2 separate regions of the Zea mays genome follow, and region 1 is linked to region 2. The links are chromatin contacts, called in public Hi-C maps. All regions are on one chromosome and are shown on one strand. Each heading gives the region's core, a stretch centred on a gene start, on an enhancer-like site or on the middle of the called end of the contact. The rest is flanking DNA. Distances are from core to core; before and after follow the strand shown.

Region 1 (6,616 bases), core at 3,950-6,449, 310 kb after region 2:
CAGGATTGACTCCTCTTATCGAGTTCCCTTGGTTAAGAGGTTGAACCATATTCTGGAAGGGGCCTTGATTTTGCATAGGAGATAGAGGGTACTGCATAAGTCCGTATGTCCCTGGTGGCTGCACAGGAAATAAAACAAACTGCATTATATTTGTCATCATTTACAGCGGAGGTTTCAGCTTTTGGAGTTTCCACATATAACCTGTACTATTTAAGAATCAATATAATGAAAAAGGAGTAAAGCTAAGAGTTTCAAAATTTTGAATGGGATATATCTTTTTATGTTTGCAGCATATGTTTACCAAAAGACCAAGCAGGAAGCAATTCAAATACTGCAGATGATATGTTATAAGTGAGAAGAACAGAAGTTAACAAATCATAAGTTCTGAACAAGCATTGGTGGGGAGAATTTATGAAGAAAAAACTTGAAAGTAGAATAGCATAGGAAGACTGCTGCCCTTGGTATAACTATTGAGCATTTTCTATGATATGGCTGTAAAATGTAAAGAAGGCTAAAAGAACAGCATAAGACACCTGATAACCAAATCCATTGTATTGAGGCATATATCCCATCTGTAAAGCACCAAATACTGAAGAGTGCTGCTGCATTGGACTTGCATTGGGTATATGAGATAGCTGTGACTGAGCTTTTTGTGCTTTCCGAGCCTGCCTTTCCTTTTCTGTATCAGCCCATTTGACAACCAATGGCACGCTAGAACCCTACAAAATATATTAGAGCTCGTTGGGATATCAAATATGTACAATGTTCATATAATAAGTGTCAAATGGGCTGTCTAAAATGAAAAAAAGAAGAGCTTTAACTCATATTTTTTTGTACAAATTGAATAATAACAACATAATAATTAAACAGCAACAAGATTCAGGCTGTGCCGCATCCCCAGCTATTCATGGCACCATAGGGAAGTTAGAATTCAAGTCAGGTAGGATTCTTGCTAAAAAAAGGCAAGCAGGATTTGCTAGGCAAATCCAGGAGACCAGGACAACTTAAAGCAATTAAGGGTGAGTGCGAATAGATTTGCATACTTATTAGACAACCAAACGAAATGAAATAATTGCAGAAGTGACTGAAAACTGGATGGCTAAAAAAGTCCTGAATGACATCATTTGAACTTATATATATTTGACTAGAGTAAACGTAAATTGTTACTTCAGACTGTTGAACGGTAAATAAAATAAATAATCTAGTCTAAGCTACGAGCCTATATGCTATAAGATCTCAGTAATCTAAAAATTATATATTTCAAAAATGATTTGATATCCGAACCCATTTTTGACAGACCTCTATTTTGTGCTTCCCGTTTAGAGCTTCAATAGCTGCCAATGCTTGATCTTTTGTTTGATATTTAATGAAGGCACAGCCAGCTGCAAAGAGCAAAGTTAACTAACAATATACACTTGAGGCAATGCTTATCATTCCATTCATAAGGAAAGCAACTTCTTTGCAGGATATTACCTTTGTTTGTTTGTTGTGAACCTCTCAAAATTTGCAAATCCGTGACATTCCCATATTTGGAAAACAAATCAGTCAACTCAGTGTCTGTAACATTTTTCGGAAGCATTCCAATGAAAAGCTTATGTTCTGAAAGTCATGACAAGTATAAATGAGTGCAGTGTTTGGATATCAGTAAAAAACAGGTAACAATGTCCTGAGCAAATATCCCCATACAAAATTGCTGGCAAAGAGAAAGTTCTACTTAAACAATAATCATACCAAGCCTCTCCAACTCCCCATCAGCATATTTTACTTGCAAAGGACTTGATGCCTGAGTTAAAGAGAAACATACAAGAGTGTAATCAGACTGTCAAAGCAGAGACAATTGTACAAGATCTGTATTTGATGAGTGTCATAGAAAAGTGTCACCCATATCACCATATCCAAACAAGGCATCAAAGTGTAGCTAACTGGTTATATGACTAAAAAAATCTCTACTATAAACCAGTTTCCACTGGTCCACCGTCGTCGTGCGTCACGCGCGAAGCGTGTATGTCTGTTTCTCCATTCGTGTGTCACCCCCTTCCTTCCCGCCTTTGGCAAAAATAAGGCAAAATTATGCATAAATATGGGGTTTAAACCATGGTTGTTGGCTCCACATTAACACCCACACCTAGCCAACAGAAAAAACGTATTTTTGTTTTATATTCTATAGGAAAAAATAATAAAACCAGTCTGTACTGGGCCTAGCCTGCCATGTCGCACCTAAGGCCCAGACACAACACGATGATCGAGCCAGGCTGTCATGGGCCGAGTGGACAACGGGACGGGCCGTGCTCGAACCGGGCGAAACAAGGTCTAACTATGTGATATATAAACCGTAGCAATGCACGTACATCTAATTAGTATTAGTAATGAGCAAGTGTCTCGGACTCTCAATGGCTCAAAAAGTCCATGTTTGCCTACTACAAGCATTTCAAACTTTGTCCAAGATCAGGATATATACGTCTCTAACTACCAAGACTTGACAGCATGCTTTGTATCACCATCCTCATTTGGTGAATGTACTTTTGCCTCTGTTAGTGCTAGTCACATTGAAACGATGCAGTGTTACTTCATATCTGAACAAAAAACGCGTCTTAGCATGATTGAGAATCATGAACTAATTGGGTTTAATAGGTTCGTCTTATCGTTTAGTCCTCGCCTGTATAATTAGTTTTGTAATTAGACTATATTTAATACTTCTAACTAGCATCCATGCATCCGATGTGATAGGGACTAAAATTTAGCCCCGGGAACCAAACACCGATGTTTTGACTAGTTTCTGTCGATAGATGCTACATAGGATTATACTGCAGAGGACTGAGAAAAGAACTTCCACTTGAATCATTTCTATTAATTGGCACAAAAATTGCAGCTAAAATATTAATAGCCCCATGTAGGTATAAGCTACTTCAACATGTTATATAAATATTTCCACATTTGGCAGGACCATGAACTGAAATCTCTATAGTTTCTCCTATCCTACATAAGACCAACTCATTCTGCAGCTTACAAGTTACAGTGTTGGAAACCGTAGACATTATATGTTTGTACAAATGAAGCTAAACTGACTAGCTTTGATAAACACAATAATATGATGTATTTTACATCGCATTCATAATCCATGTCTGTAATGGTCCTCCAGTTTATTCTAATCTAAGTAACAGAGAAAAGATTTAGCCAACCTAAAGGCTACTGATGAAGGGCTGTTGTATTACGTTTGCATATACTTTGTCTACTTAGCTTGTTCTTAAAAGCACTACTACGTATCTGCATTAGAAAACAGATTCCGAGCAACTTCATTCAGCAAGAACTCATTCAAAATAAGTTAAAGTGCATATTCCTCTTTTTGGAGTACAAAAGAAAGAAGAAGAAAAAAGAAACGATTGCCACTGGGCTTGACACTGCTAGGATGTATCCTTGAGATCAGAAATGAAACACTCCCCATAGAAGTCAAGCACTGAAACAATGGGACAAGAACTGAGAATGGCTTCGCACCTTGCAATCATTTGCGCGCACACCTTGACAAACCATTAGTGGTTAGAACTTGGAGCCCAAAATTTTTAAATAAATCTAATTCCAAAATTTGAACCAACCACCAAAGTCGCAGTCACTAAATTCAGTTTCTCTGTAGTGGCCCACCAAAGACTCACCTAATCCCACCGGACAGCTAAAAGCAAACATTAGCTGACAATGTGGCCCCTGCCAACCAGATTATGGGATACTTTCATAATTAGCGACCCAGAAAGGAGCTAAAGGTGCTACAGTTGGTTCAGTTACTGATAATTCCACCTAGGCTGTTGGCAAGAAGGAACCTGCTACCAGAACAAGGTTAGTAGTATGCTCGCATACCCCAGAGAGCGTTTGCTTGTTGTGGTAGGCATTCACCGCCTTGTCAGCTTCCTCCCTTGAGGGGCATATGACGAAGCAGCACCCTGCATTATGTTCCAGAGCATGTAAAACTGAGGTGAAATAGAGAAGCAGATGGGCAAAATGACGGAAAAACGGTCAGGTTAAGAGCAGAACAAGCCAAGGAGATAGCCTAGAAGTGGGAAACTATAGCATGCCAATGTGCGAAGTAACAAAAAAATAGGTTTCAGGCGAAACATGGTAGCTTTTCTAATTCTTTTTTTATGGGAAAGGCTTTTCTAATTCTAGTTATGCAGAAACGCCAACGCAAACCAAGCAGCAAAATATAGCACACAGACTGTATGCCATTATGGCACGTTTAAGCCTGCATTGCTCGAAATCGAAAACAAGCTGAAGCCACAGCCGAGACGCATTGAAGCTCGTGCCTGTGAAACTTTATCGAACTTACCTAGATTTATAGAAAATATTAATAAAAATTTATATCTTTAAATAGATTTATTTTTTAAAAAAAATAGGTTACAAAATGAAAATATAGAGGGAGCGGACAGAATACGGTTTTAAAAAAAACAGACACGGAAATGGAAGAGATTCAAAACGCGCAATGGAGCAAATACGTACACTAGGAAGGTAACGCAATTCAGGCCAAGCAAAACAAAAACTCGAATCCATGCTGAAACCCAAGCAACCAGAGGACTCGACGCGAGATCTCCCCGCAGCATTGCAGCAAAATCGATCCCACACAGGCGGGGGGGGGGGGGGGGGGGGGGGGGGGATCCAAGCAAGCAAAAAAAAAACGCTACGAAAATTTCTAGCCCAGAAAGCTCAGATTTCTCCGACCGGCGGGCGGCATTGCATGCTCGCAAACCCGAGCGGTGGAGCTCACGGCGCGGCATTGCGGCGAAGCGAGCGGCGGGGAAGGGGAGAGGGGCGGCGAGGCCAGATCCGGGGGGCCAGGCAGATCCGCGCACCTCGGGAGACCTTGGTGGCCTTGTCCTTGATGACGGTGACCTCGTCGACGGCGGCTACCTCGCGGAACAAGGCGAGCAGGTCGGCCTCGGCCATGTGCTTGGGCACCTGGCCCACGAAGAGCTTGACGGTCCTCTCCTCGCCGCCCTCCTTGGCTCCTCCGCCTCCTGCCTCCGCCGCGGCCGCAGACGCCGCCGCGGCCTTGCCCCCGTCCTCCGCCATTGGACGCTCTGCCTCCCGCCGCTAGTGTTTCCGCCGGCCGGACCGGAGGATTGCTCGCCGCCGCCGCCGCCGCCGCTACGGGGGGGTTGGGTCGCCTCGTCACGAGCTGTGGGCGGTTGCGCTGCCAATTGTTTTTTTGGGTTTAGGTTGTGGTGGAAGAGGCGATGGAGTTGAAGGCGTCGGAAGCGGAGCAGTTTAACTAATAATAATTGCCTAGTGGATATGCATGCCTGCAGTTGGACTGGACACTCCCCTCCCCTCCCCTCCAGCCTCCACCCTACTTGCTGCAATGATGACTTGACTCCTTGAGCCTCCTTCCCAGCTCACTTTTCTCTTCTCTCCCTTGCCAATGGTGTGTCAGTGTCTTTCCTTCCTACTCAGTATTAGCTAGCTGCAACATGCATGGTTTTTTTGCCCCCTTCATGATTGATATATTCGTCGTCAGAAAAGAAGAAAAAAATGTGTGTTTTATTAAACACAGTCACACAGATGTGTGTATTCTTTGCAGGTTAATAACACAGCTTTGTTTGTTCTTATTATTATTAGTTACAACAGCAGTAGGTGGCAATGGCAAACAAGAACCTGGGTTCCACCGCGGTCTGGCAGATGGTAACAAAGGGAGGCACTGGACCCAAGGCAAGGAATGAAGGGGAAGGGCGGACAAGACCGCATGCGGAGATGAGAGGAAAGGGTGAGGCAACAAGAGCAAGAGACGAGACAGAACCCTCGCTGTCCATCCTCCCACGACAGAGATGGCATGTCTGCCCCTCCAAGCTCCAACTCCATCCAGCGAGCTGGACCTGGAGGAGACTGGACCCAGAGAGGGACATCATCAGACCAGACCAGAACAGGCGTGGGACCGTGGGTGCCGTTGCCTTGCCTTCATCACATGGTTACATACAAAGAAAGAAGATGTGGATGCTCGATGCCCAGCCAGCTAATAAACTTTCTTAAAGTCTATAATATCTACATCTTATCAATAGGCTTTCTGTAAAAATATATTTTATTTTAATCTAATACTCCATCCGTATCAAAATAAATTTCGTTTTAAGTCAACGGTGAATTCATCAAAGACTTGAGGGATGTATTTTACATATGTGTCTAGATTTATCCTCGTTCGCTTGAATATATAGTCATTTGATGAAAAAGGAGAGGGGGGATCGAGACAGGCGGGATATATATAACGAACATAGGAGGATATGGAGGGCGCTGCGGGGCCAGCTAGAAAAAGGTCGGGGATTTAGACCCTGGATGGCTTTGCTTGATCTGCTTTTCGATGATGCCATTGGTCGTGTAATTAATAGACAGTATGGCAGACGGTTCGCGGCATGCAGTAATGCAAAGCTTCTTCTCTCATGATGCTTCGGTCTTTATCAGAAGCTAGTAGCTGGTATAGCAGATCCGTACGATTGATGGATTGGTACTTGCTCATCCTCGATACCTTGGGACAGTTGTAGTGAGAAATAACACAAAACGGCCCAAATTCATCGATAGATCGATTTAGGGTGTTCGAATTTCGATACCCTTCCTTGTTCCTTCACACAGACACAGTGACACAGCGCAC
Region 2 (6,766 bases), core at 1,187-3,686:
CAACATTATGTACATGTTATTCACTTTGTCTCATGATATTTGGTCTAGCTCTAAGTCAACCTCTCTTTCTCGATGTTGTGACTCGAAATCCTTTTATGGGTTAACACTTAACCCTAGCACGACCATGTATTTCTTGATCCGATCACTCGAGGGGTCTAGAGATATCTCCCTCAAGCTGAGAGGGACAAATTCCATCTTGATCGATCATGCCTCACAACATGCTTTTCGATAAACCCAAAACCATCTTTATGACTACCCAATTATGGAATAGCGTTCGATAGTTCTAAAGTAGATCAATTCACATCTTGAGCACATGCGACAATCTTAGGTCTAAGAACTTAGCATACATGTCGCAAGAGAGAACTATATTACAAAATCTCACATTGGTCAGTCTAGCATGGCATCATACATGTGCCCACATTATTAGTTTGACATCTCCATGTCTATGACTTGTGAAACATAGTCATCAACTAATACATGTGATAGTCATGAACTCTGACTATGGAATTTTTTTAGAATAACCATACAAGTAAAGAGTTTCACAAACAATTCACATAATTGTCAATCATTACAAGATGACTTTCATGGATATTCAATAAACAATATATTGTGGATACAAAGAAATATGATCATCTCTATGATTACCTCTAGGGCATATTTCTAACACGGAGCATCTAAAACAGCTTCACTTCACTAGCTCCACCAATTTTTTTGCCAAACACATTCAATATATTTTGAAGATGGTGGGGTGGAGCTGATGAAGTTGGAACTAATTTATCTCTCCTCTAAACACGCCTTGAGTCACGCACGTCTTCACCTTGGGCTTCCGCCCGCTTGACTCCGACCCCACGCAGTTTGTCCTCACCCTGTGGTTCTTCCACTTCGCCTACAAGGCACAGACAAGGGCTCGTGGACGACGCCAACGGGAGCAACAATGTGTGCTGTGGTCGATCACCACCCAGGGCGACGCCGGGGAGGAGCAGAGGAGGATAATGTCCCCCTAATACTCTCCTAATTATATAAGAGCCACTAATTCTATCAGCCAACCACCATATAAATAATGTAAAATACCTCTCAACAGCTCCTCTCAATTTGATTTGTCCCTTCTATACTTAAATCCTGACTTCACCCCTGTCACCACCCATGAACTCCACCGTGACAGAGGGAGCACAACACCGTGCATCGTGGGCCATTCTTGCTCATGGGTCGGGTCTTTTGCATGTACATTTTGATCTACTAGCCACTTTTAACGAGTACACACAGTTAACGTCACAATAAAAAAACTACTCCATCCGTTCATTAATATATGGCATCGTTGACTTTTAAAAAAACTTTAAATACTCTTATTATTAAAAAAATAATGAGTTATCATCTTTTTGTGATTTGTTTTATCACTTAAGGTAGTTTGTGCTTGACTTAAAATTTTATATTTTAAATAAATATTTTGAATAAGACGAGTGGTCAAAGTTTTCGAAAAAAATCGACAGTGTCATATATTTGTGACCGGAGGCAGTAGTAGTCAACTACCCTATCCCGTGCCGCCATTTGGTTGACTGCTGCTGCTAGCCCAGCTGACAACCAGCTATCGCCCCCACCACGTGTTCTCTCGGTCCCTACAAGCGACGACGCAGAGTGGCGATCATGGGCCATATCTGTCGCAACGACTTATTCTTGCCTCACGAACGGTAAAAAAAAACTATGGACGTGTTTTGCATGGTTTCAGAGCAAAACTCTAAGAAATGGTTGACCAGAGCCTGTCAAACGCCCTAACTCGAGAGTTGCAAACTCCATAGAGTTTTAAGAGATGTAGTAAATTTTTTTTGGAGTAATTCTTTTGATCCTCCGAAATCTTTCAAAACAAATTAGACATAGAGTTTGAATTTATTTACTCACCACTGCCACTAGTTATAAGAAAGCAATCTAAACTCTGGAATAGAGCTACTTCATCCATAGTTTTGAAGTAGAGTTGCTCTAGAATAAAACAGAGCCATGCTAATTGCTAAATAGAGTTGCTCTAGAATAAAGGAGAGCCATGCTAAATACATCGTGACTGTTTTTTTTCAGCTTCCAGGTTTTTACATTATAAGAAGGGAAATTTGGATCCATACCATTAAAAGATCACCACTTTGGATCCATACCATTACTATCTCACTTACATGTGGGTCCACATGAGTCAATGACATGTGGGGTCCATGGTATATATCTAAAGTTTGGATCTTTTAATGGTATAGATCCAATTGTTGCTTATAAGAAGCGGAGCTAGCGAGAAGGTCAAAATTCTTTGTAGCCGAAACAAAATATTGCCCGAATGTCCACCCTGGTACAAGCAGAACCGGCCTTAATGGGCCGCCAGGGCCAGCAAGAGCCCATCTACGTCCACGACTGAGAGGGGCGTCGTCGGATGGAGCAACGGTGCTTTGCACGGCTCTGAGTCCCTGACGACCTCGTTCCCCTCCGCTGTCTCGCCTCTCCCTTGGTTCCTCGCGGCGACGACTGGGCGAGCGCCTCCTCCCCTCCCTCACTCCCTCCGTGAGCTCCTCGCCGGCGGCGCGCGCCGCCGCCCGTCGCCACGTCTTCTCCGCTGACGTGGGCTCACCAGGTACGCCACTGCCCCTCTCCGGGCCTTCCCGTCCCGCTGCGCGGAATCGAACACCCCAAACCCTAATGCATTATCTATACTCGGATCTGGCCCAGTTGCGAGTGCACGCATGGTGTCTGCTAACTTCCAGTTTTCGGAAAGTTATCCGGTGTATACATGTCCTATGCTGGTTCCGCCCTTTCGGACAGCATGGTTATGGTACTGGCACGGTTAATTTTCGGGGGGGGGGGGGGGGGGGGGGGATTCTGGGTCTCAATTCCATTTCCATCCCCCATGCCAAGGCCGCCGTGACTCGTGTTGTTGGCTCCTGGCACAGGGGACTCATCTGGAATCGAGATTTTTGCCCCGGGGGCATAATTTCTGGAAACTAAATTGTGTTCGGTGTGAGAGCTATGTGCTTAGCTTTCTCCTGAGAGGTAAAATTGGACTTTGGCGTGGGCCCAAAATGGAGGCACTGCAGAACATGACACTGTATGGCGGTAACCCACTTGACTTTTTGGATAACTAGCATTCTACCTCACTGGAGCTAGATAGATAGATAGGTCCGGGTGCCAGGCAATCCAATGTTTCTGCGTCAGAGCATTCTATATTTCGTTGATAAATCAATATTGCTGAGCCGCTGTAATGTTCTTTCCTTTTCATCATGATTTTGTTGCCATCTTTTATGATGTACTTAGTTAACCACTCTTCAGTAGCGTTTATGTTATATTATTTAATTATTGTTGTGAGATGTCCTATTTGGTATTTTTTTGGTTATATTTCCAGCTGCCTAGCGCAGATACACATCCTACTTATCCAGTTATTGGAATCTTATGTTGCCATTGGCTGGTTATCTGGCCGTGAGACACTTTTAGTCTTTTACCAAACCATACCAACTTTCAGATCCAATGAAGGCTGCCAACTTGACGCAAGGTGTTCAAGAAATTTAAACCATGCACTCTTCATCGTAGGTTCAAGGCAATATCTGTGTTAATCTTGGGGACCTTCAGTAGATTGCTGAGAGTTCTCCTTGATACAGGGGAATAAAGATCCAAATAAGTTTTTGACATTGATCTGTAGCCAGTACTGCAATGGCTACGAAGCTTGTGGTAATTTACCAACCCTTCTTTCCTTTGTAAGATTCTATACATGAATGTCACGCTCGAGGGATAATGAGGATGCACAATTAATGCACCTAGGTTCTCGGTATCCCCTGGGATGTTGACACTGAAGGGTTACGAGAGTACATGGCCAAGTTTGGACCCCTAGACGATTGTGTCGTCATGAAGGTTTGCCATAATTCACATTTAGATTGAATGGCAGGTGCTATACTGTTTATGTTTTCTTACCCTTAGTTTTGTGCCATTACAATTCCTGAAGTACTTGTCCTTATATTCCAATAATTTTGAAAAGTATTGATTGTTTATTTTCTCCAAGAATAGTTTGCTTATGAATAGAAAATTATGTGTGGCCATATGCCTGTGTCCTCTTAGCTATTTTTTATCTTGTATTTTTTGACTGGCTTGAAATTTACTATTTTATTTTTAATATTTGTGCTGTTCAATTACAGTTAATTCCTAGTTCATTTTTGTACACAGGCATGCAATATTAGCCATTTTTGTATGTTCATCTGCTGCTTGCACTATTTGATCACTATATATGCTGATTGAGATGTTTATTTATGACCATATTTCTTGCATATAAAAATAATAGGAGCGGTCTTCTGGGCGATCTCGCGGGTTTGGCTATGTAACATTCGCCTCAGCTGACGATGCAAAGGTAGTAGAATAATGAAGATAATCCTTCATTTTCTCCACGCATGCTGTTGCATAATAAATTATTTGTGTCATTCAATCTTTAACTGGAATCCATATGCAGCTGTTTTATGGTGCCCATTTCAAATGAGTTTTCTGAATCACTGCATTATCCTTTCAGAATGTTCTTGATTGCGAGCATGTTCTTGGGAGCCGTACATTAGAAGTGAAGGTAGCTACTCCAAAGGTAAATAACATACAAAAGGTTACCTTTTCTTTCTGGTAATTTTCATATTGTGTACCATAGATAAGTGTCCAGATATATTTGCCTATTTGGTATTGATTATGGTGTAAATTTCTCTTAACACAGGAAGAAATGAAATCACAAGGATCAAAGAAAGCTACAAGGATATTCGTTGCTCGAATTCCGCAATCGGTGGATGAGTCGATGTTTCGTAGGTCAGTTAGAGCATTTATACTTTTTTTCATTATCTATATCCTTATTGATTTGTATCGAGCTTGTCTAAACTGGACTACTTTATTAACAGACATTTTGAAGCTTTTGGGGAAATTCTTGATCTTTACATGCCAAAGGTTAGAAAAAAACTAAAACTGGTTTTGTATGGAAGATTGCATCTGTACCCTTCAAATAGCAGTAGTACTCATAATGATTCTATGCTAGTTGATCTCTTCCATGTTATGATCCTAGATCATAGGGGTAACCACCAACATGAAGATAGGCAGATAGCCGGGCGGAGTCAGCTTCTAGGGAGACTAGACTATTGGGATTAATTCTTCATTGCTTGCTTGAAAGTAGATACCTCCCATCTCATATCAAGAAATAAGGATTAGGAGAGGTTTGATGGGCTGGCCCTCCAGCCACCCACAAAATCGTTCCTTGTTTAATTTGTGAAATTACTAACTAAGGGGATATTGGACAATGCCATCATTTATTGCCTGAGCAAGTTGTGAGACACCACTTCTTAATTTGGATATAAGTATAACATAAGGGCTTTGAAATAAACCATGTGGTTTACATTAGTGGGCAAAGGCTTTAACATGCAATCTTAAGCATACAAGTATGTTTAATACAAAGTCATTGAATGAAGTTCCTGACTTGTGTACGAGTTTTGGGGTTATCATATTCATGATTTCTATAACCTTATTGGCCTCCATCATCAGTATACCAATCTGGGACTATGGAGAGTGATGCCAGTGAAGAGTAGGGCAGAATTTATATCAGTGCATTCTCAGCATTTTGATTAGCACAGACCTTTGTACTTCTTGCCAGCATTAAGATAGTGCAAAAACTTTGTTTTGCTTGCGTGAGTATTTTGCTCCATTGCTCTAACCATGGAGCATTCAATAGTTACACGACATTACATGATTGGATAAATTAGAGGTGGATACGACAATTATTATACTAAAATTTGTGCTCCACACTCACATCTCCTGTGTAGGAACATGGTTCAAAAGGGCATCGTGGAATTGGGTTTATCACGTTTCAGAGTGCAGGTACGTTTACGGATGTTTTCCAGCTCATTTAGATGTGAAGAGATTTTTTCCCGGTTGAGTTGAGGGGGTGGGGCACATCAGCTTTAACAGAAAATGTAATTGCTGAAGTAGTTATGATGCAATAGTTGCCTTAGGTTTCTCCTTATTTTTGTTGCGTTGGGTTTGCGGCCATACAAGAAGGGACCGAGTCCATAACAATCGAAGAAAAGCTTGTCCAACACTGGTTGAGATGGTTTGAATATATCCAACAGAAACCTCTATCAGCATCAATGTGTAGTGAGATCCTAAGGCGCGATAGCAATGGGAAGAGAGGCAGGGGAAGACCGAAATTGACATGGGAAGGGGCATTAAAATGAGACTTGAAAGGATGGAATATACCCAAAGATTTATCCTTTAATAGGAGTATATGAAAAACAACTATATATGTGCTTGAACCTTGACTTTGGTTTCTGTTGGGTTTCAATTGTAACCTACCCAAACTTGCTTGGGATTAAAATGTTTTGTTGTTGTTGTAATCAGGTGCTATCCAATACAGTATTAATGCCGTTGAGTGATTTACAATGATTCCATTCTTATTGTGGATTGTTCTTTATCTGAGGATCTATGTAGAGAATTGTTACACTTTTCTTTTTCTTGTTTTGCATGAATTTCGTGTATTAGGATTTGGGATAGGATTCTTGTAGTAACAGTTCTTGCTCAAGTTGTTTATTGTTCTGCACATTGTATTTTAATAAAAGTTGGCCATATTTTCATTGTTCTGAACCATTCTTTTGTTCCCGCCATTGCCTTTTTACATTATTCTAATTTTGAATGTAATTAAATAGAGTCTGTGGACAACATCATGCAAGAGTCACATGAGCTTGATGGTACAACAGTAGTTGTTGATCGTGCGACTCCTAAGGTACCTTGCTCTTCTGAA

The links. Hi-C and Micro-C count contacts between places; a contact is called where the count stands out from the background.
Region 1: a contact with region 2 is called in a Hi-C map of tassel, with 1.9 times the contacts expected there. The contact joins the promoter of LOC100286166 here to the promoter of LOC100193201 in region 2. A contact is called at or near these places in 2 of 25 Hi-C or Micro-C datasets (leaf and tassel).

Annotation. Positions count from the first base shown.
Region 1 is chr8:165,592,420-165,599,035 of Zm-B73-REFERENCE-NAM-5.0, forward strand. It overlaps LOC100286166, which reads right to left and starts at 5,200. Exons shown (of 9, transcript NM_001372394.1): 1 at 4,833-5,200; 2 at 3,847-3,929; 3 at 1,732-1,783; 4 at 1,474-1,599; 5 at 1,300-1,382; 6 at 534-719; 7 at 1-118. The coding sequence starts at 5,052. It also overlaps a transcript of LOC103636309 not described here.
Region 2 is chr8:165,284,753-165,291,518 of Zm-B73-REFERENCE-NAM-5.0, forward strand. LOC100193201 (heterogeneous nuclear ribonucleoprotein 27C) reads left to right here and starts at 2,437. Exons shown (of 14, transcript NM_001138355.1): 1 at 2,437-2,599; 2 at 3,482-3,687; 3 at 3,778-3,867; 4 at 4,292-4,357; 5 at 4,514-4,579; 6 at 4,703-4,791; 7 at 4,881-4,926; 8 at 5,793-5,847; 9 at 6,672-6,748. The coding sequence starts at 3,670.